Regions from separate parts of the Gasterosteus aculeatus genome. Here region 2 is linked to region 1. The links are chromatin contacts, called in public Hi-C maps. All regions are on one chromosome and are shown on one strand. The core of a region is the stretch at or near the end of the contact, and the rest is flanking DNA. Distances in the headings are between cores, read along the strand shown. Region 1 overlaps LOC120827576 (mitochondrial import inner membrane translocase subunit TIM16). Region 2 overlaps LOC120827576 (mitochondrial import inner membrane translocase subunit TIM16).

The links. Hi-C and Micro-C count contacts between places; a contact is called where the count stands out from the background.
Region 2: a contact with region 1 is called in a Hi-C map of tail fin, with 6 times the contacts expected there. The contact joins two enhancer-like sites. A contact is called at or near these places in 5 of 6 Hi-C or Micro-C datasets (liver, skeletal muscle, tail fin and 1 more).

Annotation. Positions count from the first base shown.
Region 1 is chr11:11,487,645-11,491,567 of fGasAcu3.hap1.1, forward strand. LOC120827576 (mitochondrial import inner membrane translocase subunit TIM16) reads left to right here. Exons shown (of 31, transcript XM_040190579.2): 2 at 141-237; 3 at 374-454; 4 at 653-723; 5 at 1,564-1,750; 6 at 2,738-2,814. Among protein-coding and RNA genes, the nearest start is that of LOC120827576, 11 kb to the left of the region's middle. Within about 2 kb of position 2,032, at least 1 of the 9 cell types and tissues checked has open chromatin away from gene starts, as enhancers often do.
Region 2 is chr11:11,559,388-11,563,310 of fGasAcu3.hap1.1, forward strand. It overlaps LOC120827576 (mitochondrial import inner membrane translocase subunit TIM16), which reads left to right. Exons shown (of 31, transcript XM_040190579.2): 10 at 1,460-1,514; 11 at 1,606-1,663; 12 at 1,769-1,914; 13 at 2,018-2,116; 14 at 2,200-2,292; 15 at 2,365-2,530; 16 at 2,638-2,813; 17 at 2,905-3,013; 18 at 3,118-3,204; 19 at 3,345-3,487; 20 at 3,651-3,755. Among protein-coding and RNA genes, the nearest start is that of vasnb, 16 kb to the left of the region's middle. Within about 2 kb of position 2,139, at least 4 of the 9 cell types and tissues checked have open chromatin away from gene starts, as enhancers often do.

The DNA.
Region 1 (3,923 bases), core at 782-3,281:
TTGAGACATCCACTTGGTCATGTGGGCTCTTTAATATCCTGAAACATTAACTATGTTTTTCTGAATGTCTCTGTTCTCCACCGTTACGTTTTCTGACCCCAGTTATTTATGTGCATTACTGTACCCTCGTTTCATCCCAGGGATGGATCAACAATGTCCGAGCCGGTTCCTTCTCCTGCCAGGGGAACCACATCAAAGCGAGCTCCAAGCTGGTGGCCTTCAACACCGAGCAGGCCGGTAAGGCTACAAAAGCGTGGTCAGCAGACACGTTTGCATCACGCAGACAGAAAGTTCAAGACTTCCTAGTATGAAAGATGTTTCATTTCATTTGTCTATCATATAATATGGTGATGTTCTGTGTTTGTGTCCGCAGGCGGAGGCATGCTGGGCCTGTCCTCCCTCAAACCCGGCTCAGATGGCCAATGGACAGTCACGCAGATCTCCTGCCATTCTGGTAGTGTTTGTTAAGTCATCACGTCACAGTCCTCTCCTTTCCTTCCACCTTGTTCCCTTTCCTACGCACAACTTCTCAGGGAGCAATGCAAATGCTCATGTCTTTGTTCTGAAAATAAGTGTGACAGCTACGACCCAGATCTATTTAAAAAAAAAAAACAACAACATACTGTTTTCCATTTGTTTTCCCTGCTGTCAGATCTGGTGACTGATATGGACTTTTCTCCGTTCGATGAAAGTCTCCTGGCAACGTGCTCCGGAGATGAAACGGTGAGATTTCGTCTCTCTTTCCCCCGTATTGATCTTGTTGTTGGCTACATGAACATTGGTCCACGTTCCATCCTCTCAGGCTTTGCTTTTCCTGGCAGCGCTTTGAAGAGGATATGAACTGGCTCCATTTTGTGTTATTCAAACCTTTTTGGAAGGGTCCGTCCTCCCGGCGCATTATCCTCAGCCACAGGTGCCCGAGCTTACTGGAATCTGCTGAGAGCGGGTCTGCCTCTTCGGACCGGGCAGCTCGGTTTACCAGAGGGAGCAGTGAAAATACACACAACGGTTGCCTCACACAGAGCCAACTATACACACACACACACACACACCGGAGTGGTCTGCAGCGTCTGCGGCGAGCTTCCCTCATCCCTCTGATCCGTTGCCTGCACAGTATATTGTTTCAGTGAAACTAAGTGAATGCACTTAGTTTCACGAGTGTTTCAAAATTAATCTAAAATGAATGCTTTTCCATTTCCATCCGCGCTCGTATACCAGCATCAGCGAGAAATCCGCAGTTGAACCTCAGACCGGAGTAAACGCAGTTCTCTGTCGCCCTTTTAGCTGTAGCGGCGAGAGACTCGCACCAGCTCTCGTCAGGCTGCGACGCTGCATCTTGACGTTTAGAGACGCGCACCGTTCGGGATTCTTCCGGCTTGCCTGGTGTGGCTAAAAAAATAAAAATAAATGCTGTCGGGCCAGAAAGATTGTCACCATTTCCATGCAATGTTCAAAAAAGAGCAATGGAGAAAAGTCAGAAACTTGTTGGATCCCTAAATTAGAATCTCTCTCTCTCTCTCTCTCTCTCTCTCTCTCTCTTTCTGTGTGTGCGCGTGTGTTCAGGTGAAGTTGTGGCGTTTGTGTGATCCAGAGCTGCAGCCGCCCAGCAGTCCGGAGCTGACCTTGCGTCCAGGTCAGGGCAGGCTGGAGCTGGTGCTTTTCCACCCGACCTCCTCCGGCTTGCTGGCCGTGGGGGCCACCAAGGTCCCCCTGATATGGGACGCGGGCCGCCAGGACACACCACTAGCAGGTATCTGCAGCGGGGCGACCCGAGCAGCGCTCCCCTGGGTTTGCTGTCTGTGTTTAAAACAAAGCGTCACACATTACACGCCGTGTCCGTCCGTATTTAACATTTGAGTCTCTGTCTTTTCTTGTGGCCCTTCGTTGTTTCTGCGTGCAACATGATTTTATGTGTGTGGAGTGGTTTGGTTTCCTTGTCTAATGTCGGGGACGGTCTGACTGACACTTCCTACGTTTTACAGCCCTGTGGCTCTGTCTAAGTGCTGGAGCAGCGGAGGTAATGTCTTCAGTTGTTCTGGTCCGAGTCTCCCTCGGACTTGCCTCAGGATGCAGTTCCTATCCTCTGGCCTCCCCTCACCCACAAACACACAACCCCCCCCCCCCCTCCCATGACAGCTGGCCTGGCTGCTGCTCACTGCTGATCCAACCTTTCATGAGCTGTGCCCCCCCCCCCACTCCACGCGCTGCCTTTCATCACCCTCGTTGCTCGTTCATATGTGGTTGAGGGACTGTGTGATTAACATCTAGCTTTTTGCATATTTTCTTTTCTTCTCCTTTTTGAAGTTCATAGCAAATCACTTTTTGTTTACCCGTCTTACCAAGGCCACCTCTCATCTCTCTTCACCTATTTGCCGTCATATTGAACGATTCACACAAGCTGTGTTCACTTAACGGCGCTGTAGCCTCATGCGTGTCGTACCTCTGGTTTCTCTCCTGGGCTCCAACCCGTAAGGACACGGGATCCACTCTTGTTTATCTCAATTGTACGCGCTTTATTTATCGCTTCACCCACCCCCCCGCACTTCCCCTGCAGTGATCTCCCCGATGTTTTCTGTCGCGTCCTTTTGTCTTGTCCGTAAATGTGCCGTCATTCGTGTGTGTTGTCATCTTACCTTTTTTTTATTTTTTAATTTTTTGTCCATGTCTAATATGAACATTGTGTCTGTAGACATTTCCCCGATCGCTCCACTCTAAATGATGATGTCTGTGTCTGCAGTTCTGGAGCAGCACGGTGACCAGCTGCACAGTCTGAGCTGGAAACCGGACGGTTCCCTGCTGGCTTCCTCCTGCAAGGTAATAACAAGTGGCACCGCAGCACACATGTAAATGCTGCAATGAGGTGCATGGCTGCACCCTTGATTTTAAAGCAGGTTAATGAGAAAGCTGTTTTGAAGGACTCAACCTCATTCTTTGTACTGGTCTAACCGCAGTAGTAGCAGTTTGTGACCACTAGATGCAGCCAGCGGCTCACTTTGTGGCGCGTGCCTCACATTGGAAACTGCTGCTCTGTTTTATATGGGTTCATTTCATTAAAAAGTCAACCTAGGTAATCATTGTTAAAAAGGGTGGGGATCACATCATGAATTCGATTGGAAAATAGGGAGCAAAGGGCAAAAATAATCAACTTTGAAAGATGATAACCAGTTTTTTTTTTTATTGCGGTGATAATGATGGAGAAGAAGGAAATGTTTGCCGCGGTTAATAAGGTGATCAGTGCAGACTTCCGTATTATCAACTTGTTAACGTGGTCACTTACAACGGAACAAGCCTGCGTGTAACGATAAACGCAACGCATTTTGTTTAGTCTTCAACCCCACCTGACCTCTGACCCCCGTGTCCCCCAACACACACACACACACACACACCCTGTGTTCCTCTTTGCTGGGGCAAGTTTACGTCTAATCAGGACCTGAAGACCACAGGAAGAGAAAAGTATCCCTCAGGGTTTAATGCATTCATTCGCCCCCGTTCGCGTCTGTGTCATCAGGAAGTAATCACACAGCTTGATGGGCTCGCTGGTAGGGAGGTGGTACGGGTTTATGAGTAGGGCGCAGAGGAATTTATGAGTGTACTCTATGTTGCTTCGTGAATATATTTGATTCATAGGAGGGACGTATTCATTAGCAGATGTTAACAAGATTAATTTATTGCAGTTTCTCACTGATAGGGCGCCACAGTGAAGTTCTCCCTGTTTTTTTTAAAGCCTTTTTAAAGCAGAAACGGACTGATTGGTGTTCAAATGAGGCAGAGGTCTCTCTGTCGTATACTTTAGACACGATGAGCTTATTTGCCTTTTTGAGACGGATACACTTTGACACACAAATCTACCACATGTGGGTAATTAACGGGTATGATTGTCAGTCCGATCCCTGTTGTTTGTCTTCACGCTGACAAGAAACAAA
Region 2 (3,923 bases), core at 889-3,388, 72 kb after region 1:
CCCCGCCCCCGCAGACTTCATAGGCCGGGAGGGAAAGATATTAGAGAGACAAGGGGGGGACAGGGACGGGACGGGCCTATATCTGTGAAGGACAGATGCTTGGCATCAATCAAGGTGACTACTAGACACAATGTCTCAGTAAAAGCAGAACATCAATGTAAATATCTGTAACCGTGCTTCATACATCTGTTCTTCCCTTTGAGGCAGCAAAGTCTTTCTAAATCCTTCTTTTTCAATAATTGGCTGTAAAATATCAAATTAAAGCGGGCTTTCAGGCAAATACAGTAAACAGATCATTTCAACTTTTTTTTCTAGACCATTTTCACTTGGCAAGCTAGTTCACCAAAAATCCTAATTAACGCCTTTTCCAATCATAAACCTATTTTACCAAAGAGCAAAACTACTTCCCGAAATGTAACAAAAGTTAGCGTAGTTTTGGACAACATTCGTGAACCCAATAGAAGGATGCGAGACATTACGGCCACAGACTCGTGGCAGCCGGTTTTTAGTGATGGAGTGAACCTCGACCCTCCCATCAGCCGCTCTTTGGCGCCGCCGGATCAGCCGCCCCTCTCTTCCCTCTTTTCTGCTCTTGTCAACGGGGACAGACTGACAGATTCCAGAGAGACAGGGAGAGGGAGACGTTTCAGTCCGCTTCTGTCTAAGCCATTACTTCCTGGTTGGGTTATTTACTAAAGCCCACTTGTTTTCCCCCATCGACTCTAAAGCTCATTGAGTTCCCTCATTCCTCAGTCGTCTTACCTCAAGAGGAAGCGGGCGACTGTGGCCTTGGTTTATTATGGGTGAAGGTTTGAGGCCGAGCTGAAACCGTTTTTCATATTAATTGCAATTGTGAACAAAAATATCCATGGATTTTGTCATACGACACAAAGTGTCTGCTTTGAATATTGAAACCATGAAAGGCTTTGGCGACGCAGCTTCCAGCTATTTGGCTCCAAGCCAGTGGAACAACCGTCCCGAGGGCTCAAGAGGAGCTGACAGTGTTATATTTTTAAACATCTTAAACAACTTTTATGGGCTGTGGTTTAATTATTCGTACCTCTTCGATCCACATTTTTATATCCATACAAAGTATTTTGTGTGTTCAACTTTTTATTGTTGACCATTGTGAATTGTTTCATTCCTCACGGGGTTTAATGCTGTATTGATCTTACCACAGGCTATAAACGCCAAGGAATTTAAATCCAATTAATTTGAGTGATGAGTCAGTGAGTGCCTGCCAATGCTTTTGTTTCGCTGTAATTTCTTTTGACAGTTTTCTCAAACTGCCAATAGAGATCGGTGGAAAACAACAACAACCTGTATGATCTCACTCAATCCAGCCTGACCTAAGAACACTGCTCCATCTAGTGGCCTTTTTGGTAAAAACCTGCGGCTCTCTGACTTGTTGAGATGTTTCTGGGCATTATTTGAACGTCTCTTGTCTCTTTGCATTCAGGATGCTGATCCCTCTGTTCGATGAGGACACTGGGCTGCTCGTACTGGCTGGAAAGGTGAGAGACAGTCTGTTCTGTGTTCTGAGCAGGTGACGCATCTGTGGAAGCGTTTTGAATGAATGAATGAACGATGTGCTCTCTCACACAGGGAGACACGGCGATCGATTGCTTCGAAGTATCTGCGTCCGAGCCTTTCTTCTCGCAAGGTAAAGCTGCTCCTGGTTCATCCGTCGGGCCGGTTTGTTCCAGCTCTGCCTCCCAGGGTTTGATCCCTCACTTTCCTCTTTTTCTGTGCATATTCTCGCTTGCAGTGAGCCACTGCCTGACGGACACCTCAACGCGCGGCGCCGCCGCGGTACCCAAGGCGGCGTTGGATGTCCTGTCCTGCGAGGTGATGCGTGTCCTCCAGCTGACGGACGGCTGCATTGTGCCAATCAGCTATCAAGTCCCTCGCAAGGTGCGTACCTGCACAGAAACCGCGGCTGCACAATCACGACATCTGCAAGCGAAGTGCGTGTCGTTTTTTCACGTCCTCCTGCTTGCGCGCACTTGTCTCGCAGAATTCAAACCAGGAGTTTCACGAAGACCTTTACCCGGACACAGTGGGCACGACTCCAGCCATGTCTGCCGAGGAGTGGTGGAAGGGAGGGAACAAGCAGGTAAACGCTCCACGCTCCCAACCAGTTTTTCCTGTCGTCACAGCGGAGGGACGCCTCCAACTGTCGCCTCTGTTTGTCCTCAGGTGGAGAAGGTCAGCCTGAATCCAGACAAACAGCACAAAACCAAGGCTGCGCCAGCGAAAAAGAAGGAGCCGGCCAGTGGAGGGAGCAAGGAGGTATAAAGGGCTTCTGTGTTAGCGACCATCAGGGCTTCACCGGCCGCCTTTAACCTAACGCTGCTTCCACAGGATCCGGCCCGCGGCTGCTCCACCTCCAGCAGTCCCCTGAGCACTCCCAGCAGCAGCGCCGCCGCGTCCCGCTCTCCATCCTCCGCCTCCGGTCTGTCCTCCAGCTTCCTCCCCAGTCCCAGCCCTGGTCCCAGCCCGAGCGCCAGGCCCATCCAGAGCATGCTGGGTACAAACAAACACACCCGGGAATCTCTCACTTTTTCATCTCGCTGTTTCGACGGCAACGTTTCTTTCCGTGACAAATGTGCTGCGTTTGAATTGTCTCCCATCCAGGGCAAACCTCGAAGCTCCGTCACATCCAGGGAGCAGTGATGCACCGGACGACGCACATCACCAACCTGCGTGGCCTCAACCTCACGACACCAGGGGAGTCCAACGGCTTCTGTGTCAACCGCCAACGCGTGGCAGTGCCCCTCGCCATCTCCGGGGGCCAGATCGCCATATGTGAGGTACAGCAGCTCTTTTTCATCTGCTCACGTGGAAAGTGAGACCGCTGCGTACTGGATGTGATTGACTGAATGATTTGAGTCCTGTCCTCAGCGCTCTCAGCCTGGAAGGCTACCCGACACGGCCCTGCCCACCATCCAAAACTCTGTCAATGTGGTGGACTTGTCCTGGGACCCCTTTGACCCCCACCGGCTCGCCGTGGGTGAGTGAATGCGTAGACTGGGCTTGTGTGACCATCTGCGGCGTTGTGTGGCCGCAGTGGGTGTGTCTGCGTGATTTGACTCTTGTATTTTCCATCCCTGCCAGCTGGTGATGATGCAAAGATCCGGGTGTGGCAGGTGCCAGAGGGAGGGCTGAAAGAGACCCTGACTGAGCCTGAGGTCCTCTTGCAAGGTAGGACCGAACCCAACTACCCGAAACTACCTAAATTCAGTCTTCTCTAGAAAAGATTGTTGATTGACTTGACGAACAACAACAGAAGTTGGGTTGATTGACAGCTGCTCTGACCCCCCCCCCCCCCGGCCCTCTTTTAGGCCACACAGAGAAGATTTACTCCATCGAGTTCCACCCTCTGGCCAGCGGAATCCTGGCGTCTTCATCCTACGACCTCACAGTCAGACTGTGGAACCTGGAGGCCGAGGAACAGGTCAAGCTCCTCACCGGACACCAGGACCAGGTGGGTGACCAAGATCCAGACCCCCCATTAAGTATAAAACATCATATGAAACTGTTTGGCCGCAGTGTGGACATTTGAAGTATTTGCTGGAGTAAATACATCAACTGGTCGTTGTCGTCTCTGAGCTTCTTCCTTCTTAGTTCCTCTTGTTTGTTACCTTCAGATCTTTTGCATGGCGTGGAGCCCAGACGGCAAGCTGCTGGCCACAGTGTGCAAAGATGGCAAAGTTCGCATCTACGAACCCCGCAAGTCCACTGCGCCTGTGCAGGTATGTACAACGCAGCAGAGAAATGGGAGGATGCAGTAAAACGAATGTGTATTAGGTGTATTGTGAAAATGACATTTCACATAATTTACTATGTTTACTCCATTACATCACACTTAAACTTAATTGAACAACATTGAACTCTATGATCATGCCTTTGATGTGTGTAGT